Linked DNA regions of Ovis aries: region 2 is linked to region 1. A link is a contact called in public Hi-C data. All regions are on one chromosome and are shown on one strand. The core of a region is the stretch at or near the end of the contact, and the rest is flanking DNA. Distances in the headings are between cores, read along the strand shown.

Evidence for each region. Hi-C and Micro-C count contacts between places; a contact is called where the count stands out from the background.
Region 2: a contact with region 1 is called in a Hi-C map of skin fibroblasts, with 1.7 times the contacts expected there. The contact joins the promoter of TFPI2 here to the enhancer-like site in region 1. A contact is called at or near these places in 2 of 16 Hi-C or Micro-C datasets (skin fibroblasts and tail adipose tissue).

Annotation. Positions count from the first base shown.
Region 1 is chr4:11,933,094-11,937,927 of ARS-UI_Ramb_v3.0, forward strand. No RefSeq gene overlaps it. Among named protein-coding and RNA genes, the nearest start is that of GNGT1, 48 kb to the right of the region's middle. Within about 2 kb of position 2,793, at least 2 of the 54 cell types and tissues checked have an H3K27ac peak or open chromatin away from gene starts, as enhancers often do.
Region 2 is chr4:11,982,952-11,988,129 of ARS-UI_Ramb_v3.0, forward strand. It overlaps TFPI2 (tissue factor pathway inhibitor 2), which reads right to left and starts at 1,360. Exons shown (of 5, transcript XM_004007722.5): 1 at 1,195-1,360; 2 at 737-919. The coding sequence starts at 1,282. GNGT1 (G protein subunit gamma transducin 1) reads left to right here and starts at 843. Exons shown (of 4, transcript XM_060414461.1): 1 at 843-957.

The DNA.
Region 1 (4,834 bases), core at 1,543-4,042:
TGATCAAATGATGACACTACCATATTGTGATTAATAAGTTATAATCTAATATCTGGGCTTCCCTAGTGGCTCAGACAGGAAAGAGTCTGCCTGTAATGTGGGAGACCGGGGTTCAATCCCTGGGTTGGGAAGATTCCTTGGACAAGGAAATGGCAACCCACGCCAGTATTCTTGCCTGGAGAATTCCATGGACAGAGGAGGCTGGCGGGCCACAGTCCATGGGTTGCAAAGAGTCGGACATGACTGAGCGACTAACACCGGAACGTAATATCCAAAGCAACCATTTAAAAAAATGTTCCAAATAGTATAAAAATCAAACGGAAATTCTAAAAAATGTTCAAGTAACCCTTAGAAAAGCAGGGGGGGAAAAATCTCATACACACAGCCTGAATAAGCAGAAACAAAAACGTAAACAAAAATTTAAATGGTAGACTCAACTACTAATACAAATAGTATATAAATAATTATGTATTTTAAAAGTCTAAATAACCAAATTAAAAGACAAAGATTGTCAGAGTGGATTATATACCTTGCTAATTGGAGTGCAAAATAGCACAGTCACTCTGCCAAAATAGCGTATCAGTTTCTTAAAAAGAAAACAAGAACAAGCAAATACACACACACAAAACACCTAGGTATGCAATTACTATTAGTCCCAGCAAATTCACTTCTGGGCATTAATTTCAGACAAATCAAGATTTATGTTCACACAAAAAAGACCTGTATGAAAATTGGAAACCATACTGGAAACCACCCAGATGTCCTTCTGTAGGTGAATGGTTAAACAGATAGTGGTACATCTGTAAAATGAAACACTACTCAGCAGTTAGGAAAACAAAACAAAACAAAACAAAACTACTGATACATTAAAAAACCTGGATTAATCTTCAGAAAATATGCTCAGTAAGAAAAAAGCAGTCCTCAGAATTTAGACTACATAATTGCATACATAAAACATTCTTAAAATGACAAAATTATAAAAGAGAAAATTAGTGGTTGTCAATCATCTCTCTAATGGCAGAAAGTGAAGAGGAACTAAAGAGCCCCTTGATGAGGGTGAAAGCGGAGAGTGAAAAAGCTAACTTAAAACTCGACATTCAAAAGACAAATATCATGGCATCTGGTCCCCATCACTTCGTGGCAAAGAGAGGGGGAAACAGTGAAAACGTGACAGATTTATTTTCTTGGTCTCTAAAATCACTGGGGATGATGACTTCAGCCATGAAATTAAAAGACACCTGCTCCTTGGAAAGGAAGCTATGACAAACCTAGACAGCATATTAAAAAGCAGAGACATCACTTTACCAACAAAGGTTCATGTAGTCAAAGCTATGATTTTTCCAGTAGTCATGCACAGATGTGAGAATTGGACCACAAAGAAGGCTGAGCATCAAAGAATTGATGCTTTCAAACTGTGGTGTTGGAGAATACTCTTGAGAGTCCCTTGGACTGCAAGGAGATCAAACCAGTAACCCTAAAGGAGATAACCCTGAATATTCATTGGAAGGACTGATGATGAAGTTGAAGCTCCAGTACTTTGGCCATCTGATGTGAAGAGCTGATTCATTGGAAAAGACCCTGATGCTGGGAAAGACCAAAGGAGAAGGGGGCAGCAGAGGTTGAGATGGTTAGATACCATCACTGACTCAACGAACATGAATTTGAGCAAGTTCCGGCAGTGAGTGAAGGACAGGGAAGCCTGACCTGCAGTCCATGGGGTCCCAAAGTGTTGGACACAACTTAACAACTGAACATGAACAGTGATTAAAGCAGGAGTAAGGGTATAGGTATAAACTGACAAAATGAGAGATCTTTGTGGTGATGAAAACATCATGTACCTTGACCATATCAATGTTAATACTCTGGTGATACAGAGTATCACTACAGTTTTACAAGTATTATCTTTTTTAATTTTTGAAGCCTGATAGATAAGAAGTAATATCTCAGTACATTTAAAATTCTTATTTCTTTATATGTGGAGCTATGTAATATTTCATATGCCTGATAATTGAAAAAAATAATTTCTTCTTGTGGGCTGTATTTATATCGTTTGCCCATTTTCTTAAGGAATTGTCAGTTTTTTTCTCCCTTGATTTTATAGAAGCTTTTGGTACATTATAAAAATGAAATATCTTTTTCTTAACTGTTAATTTGTCCTTTGAGTTTGCTTATGTAATTTTTGTTTTGTTTTTCACACTGAAAAATTTTAATGTAGTCAAAATTATCCATCATTTCTCTCATTTTACATATTGAGTAATGATTAAAAGGGCTTCCCTAGTGGCTTAGTGGTAAAGAATTCGCCTGCCAATGCAGGAGACATCCCTGGGTCAGGAATTGTCCCCTGGAGAAGGAAATGGCAACCCACTCCAATATTCTTGCCATGGACAGAGGAACCTGGTGGGCTACAGTCTATGGTGGTGCAAGAGTTGGACAGGATTTAGTGACTAAACAACAATAAGTGATTAGAAAATATTTCCCTTACTCAAGTTACAAAAGAATCCATCTGTATTTCCTTTTATTGTAAGTGCGATTTTTATTGTATCATATATGGAACTGTGATCAGTTGTGGAATTTATTCTCATCTGGGAGTGAGGTACAGATATGATTTTACCTTTTTTCAAATGACTAACCAATTATACTAATACTTAACAGGCAACCCCTGTTTTCATGGTTCAAATATGCATAGATTTCAGTTACCATGGTTTAGTTAAACAACATTGTTCCTCGGTAACATAGCTCAAATTTCAGTTACCACAGTATATTAACTGTGAATAATTACACAGAGTAAGAACTTTGCTGCTCCCTCTCCCATTGAAAAATCACTACATAAACAACAGATGCACATTTTTGGTCAGTGACAAACCATGTTACTTCTTTAAAGGCCTGTTGGTAATTGGTCACTGTACATCAGCTCATGCACAGACAGTGAGGCATGTAGTCACATGCTTTCTTGTCTCCCAGTGATAAATCCATGTGACATTTTATAAAAATAGATAATTAAGAGAATGTGTAGTGAAGAAATAAAAAAAAATAATGTTGAAGTAAATTTGAATCAAACACAAATGGAATTACTAAAAAAAAAAAATTAGCTGACTTTGGGAACAGTGACATTTCTACCATTTGAGAAACTCTACATGTGCAGCCAAAAGTACTTGATAACGTAAGTGAAGAATGTGGTTGCAATGAAAAAGATGACAATGTCCTAGCAAAAAGAAAAAAAAATCACATTGGAACTCTCAGAGATATTTCATAACATTGAAAGAGCAAAGATAAGGTTTTGGAAGCCCATTTACTCTATGACTAGACACAAATGATTATATTGAGAATGTTTTCCTGAAGAAGACAAAAGAAGTCTTTTATTTTTGTATTGGCCAAGAGCTAATATTAAAAATTGTCTTTGGATGACGCTAAGAGCTCACTTCGGAGAAGGCGATGGCACCCCACTCCAGTGTTCTTGCCTGGAAAATCCCATGGACGGGGGAGCCTGGTGGGCTGCAGTCCATGGGGTCGCACAGAGTCGGACACGACTGAAGCGACTTAGCAGCAGCAGCAGCAGCAAGAGCTCACTTGATGCGTTAGATAGCCTAAGGATTAAATTGACCACATGTGAAAGGATTCTAGTCCTTTATCTGTGGAGACATAGTCTAGGCTCAATTGAGGCTCAATAATATATGAATAAATAACTTATTTTAAATTAACTAAAAAGAGCCTGGTGAGGTTAATTTTTCATTTCTTTAAAGTCTGCCCCTTTTCACTCAGGACAGTTTTGACGTCTTATATTTTATTACTTCAAACTTAATAGAAATGTTTTTTGCTCAGAACTAAAATGCCTAGTTCCTAGTACTCTTTTCTTGGAAACTTTTTTTTTTTTTTTGAGAAAATATAACATCTGCAATGCTAATCATCAAAACTCCAACTTACAAGGAAATGGCATATATCTCAAAGGACAAGTTGAGAAATAAACCCCCAGAGAATATTATGGTTAGTGGGAATAGGAGGCCTGGGAAGAAATACATTTGCTTTCAAAACAAAATGGGTTTCTATTCAGATTAAAGATTTGCATTTTTCCACAATCCTTACTAAGTTAATAATCCTGCAAAACCAAGGCTGAAATAACAGTAAGAGTTTATTTTGGCTTGAACACTCAGATTTTTCTGAGATCCCAACTGCACTAGGCCTCACCCTAGCAGGTTTGTGTCCATCCACTCAGATGAAGGGATATTCCCAAATAGGAGTAAAACATCTTTTTCCCATCATACCATAGTAAATGTATGATATTATCAGTGGCTTCTGTATTTACCTAAATTTGAGGTTACATTATATTTTTGTTATTCTATTGGACTTCAATCGATTCTTCATAATTTTCAGATATGTTTTGGAAATGCTCATTTTGAGAATTGACTTCTTCCTTTTTATTTTTATATGTGGGCATGGTATTGATTCAATCAGAAAATTAATTTGGTGTACTCAAAGGAAATAGTACTATGTGTCTACAGAGTCACCCTAAGAATTTCAATACTGAGGATTTTGCTCCAAATATTATACAGGTCAGCTTTCCAAGTGACTAAAGAACACCTAAGAACTAAGTCAAGGGATTATCTTAATTGCCTGGATACTGAAGCCCCTACCAGTTAGAATAAAGCAGATGTTTGAGGGGGTTGAAGCAGGCATGGAAAGAAACTGCATTTCAACCTCGTGAGCCATGCAAACCAGGGGAATGATTTCTCCCAAATGGTCATCTTAGGGATGACATGCAAACGCAAGAAAGTTTGCCAGACAGCTGTTCCTGAGAGCTAACTTTTATTTTACTGTTTCCTATTTTTGTTTTGTGGGA
Region 2 (5,178 bases), core at 110-2,609, 48 kb after region 1:
TTTGATTTTTTTAACAGTGTCTCCAGACCCGATACAGCTGTGATAAATTTTTCATGCTTACTGGAAAGATTCTTCTCTCAGAGTGTTCTGATTGTTTCAATGTATGAAATTAATCAAACTTATTCATAGGAATACACATTTTTCCCTGGCTCAGTTCCTTTAACAGCTGAGCCCCGTGTTCTATTACAGGCCTTCACAGAGACAGTAAACATAATTAAAATTGCAAACAGCATTGTGAATCTCTCTATTTTTTATATCTCTATACCAACCCAAGATCTCTTTGGGTATCAAGGGATAAAAGTAAGGTTATAATTAGCTAAATTCAGACGTTAATAACAAAATCCACTGAAAGTATTTCAGATCGCTACACAGTGGACAAGAGGAAAATGCCCTCTCAAGAAGGCATAAAAACCATAGGTTTAGAACTAATGATAAATACAGACAGGCACTTATGTTGCACCTAATACATGACACTCTTGCATCCTTAAGCCTTAGGTGAAATCTTTCCGGAGTCTGCACACACACTGAATTATGATAAATGCCAGTTAAGGGACAGGAAATGTTTGTCGTTGGAAGTTTCATGATCACTTTTAGTCAACTGAAAAGCAATAAGCCAAACAGGATCCGAGAAAATCAAGGATGAAACTTACTATGGGATGTGAAAAATAAGCTCATTTCCCACTTAGCCCTTCTCTGCCGCAGTACTGGAGTTCTGGGAGTGGGAGCGAGCACTTACTCTCAATCTTCCAGCATGCTTCGTTGCAGGCCTCCAAAGTTTCAAAATTGTTGGCATTGCCCTCGCAGCCTCCGTACATGAATTCGCGGCAGCTCTGCGTGTACCTGTCGTAGTAGTAACTGGGGATCCGCGCCCGGCAGGGCCCGTCGTCCAGGGGCAGGAGGCAGATTTCCGCGTTATTTCCTACAGGAGGGGTAGGAGAACCAGAGGCAGAGGAGGAGGTCAGCCGCATCTCGGTGGAGGGAGGGCTTCCCCCAGGGTGGTGGGGGTGGGGAGGTTTGTCCCAGCAGCTTCCCAGCCCAGCAGAAGGGCCTTACAGAGACAGGAAGTGCAAACTTGCGGTGCACGACAGGAATTAGGGGGAAGGAGGGCGCAGAGAGCGGGTGCAGGGGTCCGCGGAACTCCTGCCGCCTGGCCAGGGCGAAAAGGGGTCCCCTGAGCGCGGGTTGGTGGGGTACCTGGCGGCGCCTGCGGGGCATCACCCAGCGCAGTTCCCACGAGGAGCAGCGACAGAAGCATCAGCCAGAGGGGGCGAACCGAGTCCATGGTGTCCGGATTCAGACGGTGCCGGCGAGAGGAGCGGAGGAGGGTGCACAGCGTCCAGCCTCCAAGCGGTCTGGATTCCAGCGCGGTGGGTGCCGCTGCTTTTGTAGGGTTAGCGGCCCTCAGAGACGGGACAGGGCGGAGCGCGCCTTCGTGGAGCCTGGAGGGGAGGCTGATTCATGCCCCGTGAGCTCTGTGACCCGGCCGCCTCCCTGCGCTGGAAAGTGTGTGCGGGGGAGAGGAATTCCCCGCCAAGCTGAACCTGGCCCCAAACTTTCTCCCGTGGCTCTTCGGGGATGACCCAGATGAAGCATTGTGTCAGAGATGGGAAGTCGACAAGCTTGAGGGAAATGACCTGGGTGTGATTGCACAAGGTTCCAGCTTGCAGCATCACGCCGAGGCCTGAATCCACACTTTGAAAGCACAAAGTCTGTGTCTTTGGCAGGTAGAAAGTGTGAAACTCCTAGGGCCCAAGGAAGCGGGGCTTATTACATTAGATCCTTTCATTAGATTAGAAATGTAAGCATATGCGTATCTATTTACCTTTAGACATAGATATGGGCTTCCCTGGCGGCTCAGATGGTAAAGAATCTCCCTGCAGTGAGGAGTCCCAGGTTCAATCCCTGGGTAGGGAAGATCCCTTGGAGGAGGGAATAGCAACCCACTCTATTCTTGCCTGGAGAATTCCATGGACAAAGGAGCCTGGCAGGCTTCAGTCTGAGCGACTAACACTTTCAACCACATATTTCAGTAGAGGTCTGATTTACATTTCATGGGCTCATAATATGTCCAAGTGTATAGCTGGGTCAATTTTGGCAATTATATATTCCTTTGTAATCACCACTCCAATCCAGAATTAGAACATTGTCATCACCCCAGAACATTCTCTTATACCCTTTCCCAGTCCATCCTTCAACCTGAGGCCAGGGACAATAGCTCTTCTGATCAGCATAAATTAGATTTCCCTGTTCTAAATCTCATGCAAACAGAATCATAAAATCTGTACTGTTTTGTACTTCACTTTACTGGTTTTAAGACACACTTATGCTGCTGTAGGGGCTTTCCCTCGTGGCTCAAATGGTAAAGAATCTGCCTGCAATGTGGGAGATGCAGGTTCAATCCCTGGATTGGGAAGATCCCCTAGAGAAGGGAATGGCAACCCACTCCAGTATTCTTGCCTGGAGAACCCCACGGACAGAGGAGCCTGGCGAGTCACAGTCCATGGGGTCCCAAAGAGTCGGACACGACTGAGCGACTAACACACACACTCACATGCTGTCTTAGAGTGTGTTCCTTGTAAATGTTGAGTAGTCTTGCAATGTATGAGTATACAGTGAATGTCCTATTACTGGACATTTGTATTATTTCTAGTTTGGGGCTACTGCTATGAATAAAGCTGCTTTGTGTATGCAAACAACTTTTATTACTCTCAAGTAAAATATTTTAAAATGTTAGAAACTGCCAATCAGTTTTCCAAAATGATTCTCCACCCCTATCAGCCGTGTTTTTGAGTCATAACTGTGTTTTTGGACCCGAAACAGGAAAATCCAAAGAGCAGTAGCCTTGGGGGATGTGGCGAGTAGGTCCTGAAGCTTTGACCAAATCAGCTGCTTCCCATACATTTCTCAGGGTCAGTTTGTCTATTACCATTCATTGGTACTTTGACATAATAGTGTGAGCCTAGTCTTTGGTTTATACAAAACAAATGATCTACACTGGGATTTTATATGAAATGTTAAGGATATTTTTGGAGAATATTTTAATGGGCTCTCTTGATGACTGTGTCTTTCCTTCCTCCACCTTTTCCTCTTGCTCTATTTAATATTCTTAAGAAAGTAACTATTCCTGGCTTCTTCTGAAGATACTGAAGGGAATTTACAAGAGTTCTTTCCAGTTTCGGAAAATCTCTCTGCTCAAGGTGAGTTAGTAATCTGGGATATTTCCACATATAATGCCTAGGGCCAGTTTTCAGTTTTCCTGGTGTCATGGCAAAGGACTATATTCCTAGGAAAACTAGCCTGGTCTGGAAATACTCTGTGTCTCTTTTGCTGTCAGATTGCTGGATATCTGTGGTTAAGAGTGACAGGGTTATAAGGATAAAGGTTGAACAACCAGTTTGCCAGGAAGGAAAAATGAAATGGGGGAGGGGTGTGTTGGGTTGAATATGTTACTGATTTCCATGGCGTAAATGCTCCCAGTTATGGCTGATTCCAAACCACCAGAGTTGGGAATGGATGAATACAGTCGCGTTCACCAGAGCCAATGTGAGCTAGCTCCAGCAAGTCAAACACTGAGGCAGCCAGTTGGTTTTGGAAAGATATACTCCTCTGAGAATCAGATTAGATCTTCCCAATACCTCCCAAATACTAATAGGGGAGGGAAATTTCACCAGACATTTAGCCAGGATCATGTTGAGATAATCACTTCATGGCAAATAGATGGGGAAGCAATGGAAACAGTGACAGACTATTTTCTTGGGCTCCAAAATCACTGCAGATGGTGACTGCAGCCATGAAATTAAAAGAGGCTTGCTCCTTGGAAGTAAAGCTATGACAAACCTAGACAGAGTATTAAGAAGCAGAGACAGTACTTTGCTGATAAAGGTCCATATGGTTTTTTCCTGTGGTCATGTATGGATGTGAGACTTGGACCATAAAGAAGACTGAGCACTGAAAAATTGATGCTTTTGAACTGTAGTGTTGGAGAAGACTCTTGAGAGTCCCTTGGCCTGCAGGGAGATCAAACCAGTAAATTCTAAAAGAAATCAGTCCTGAATATCATTGGAAAGACTGATGCTAAAGCTGAAGGTCCAATACTTTGGCCACCTGATGGGAAAAGCCGACTCATTAGAAAAGACCCTAATTGGGGAAAAATTGAAGGCAGGAGAAGAAGGGGATGACAGAGGATGAGAAGGTTGGATGGCATCACTAACTCAATGCACATGAGTTTGAGCAAGCTCTGGGAGATGGTGAAGGACAGGGAAGCCTGGCTTGCTGCAGTCCTTGGGGTCACAAAGAGTCAGACATGACTGAGTGGCTGAACAACAACAACAATGTTGAGAAGAAAAGTTAATTCAACTTCAAAGGTAAACTATTTCCATTCTTCTGAATCTGTTTAAATATGTCTCCCAAATGGACTAAAAACAGATTCAAGGATTGAGAGTGAGACATAATTACCATTCAGCATTGACTATTGTCAATTCTGTTCTTTGTTCTCAGCTGCTAGCAATTTGTGATCACTTTTTGCTTCATGTATTAATAGAAAGAGTAATATTTTAAATTAGGGCAGATTATTTTGGGGAATTTCACGGTGCAGTGGGAAAGCAGACTTAGGAGTCGGAGGGTACCTGGATTTTCTTTCTTCCTTCTTTGGAAAAATTACATAAACTCTTAGAGCCTCAGTTTTCTTACCTGTGAAATGGATACACTAACTGTCCCTTATAAGTGTGCTGTGAGGATATGACTCAGACAGTAAAGAATCTGCCTTCAAGTAGGAGACCCAAGTTCGATCCCTGCATTGGGAAGATCCCCTGCAGAAGGGAATGGCTACCCATTCCAGTATTCTTGCCTGGGAAATCACATGGACTGAGGAGCCTGGTGAGCTACAGTCCATGGGGTTGCGACTAAGCACATACACACACGTGCTGAATATAAGATGCGTTCCAACTTCAGAGATAATATAAGAGAAAAGGAGTGTCTTAGAATTGACAAAATACACAGTTCTTAAGGGATTAGTCCCAGGTCTGGAAAATCCCCTGGAGGAGGGCATGGCAACCACTCCAGTATTCTTGCCTGGAGAATCCCGTGGACAGAGGACCTAGTGGGCTATGGTCCATGAGGTTTCAGAGTCAGACGCGATTAAGCAACTAACACACACACACACACACACACACACACACA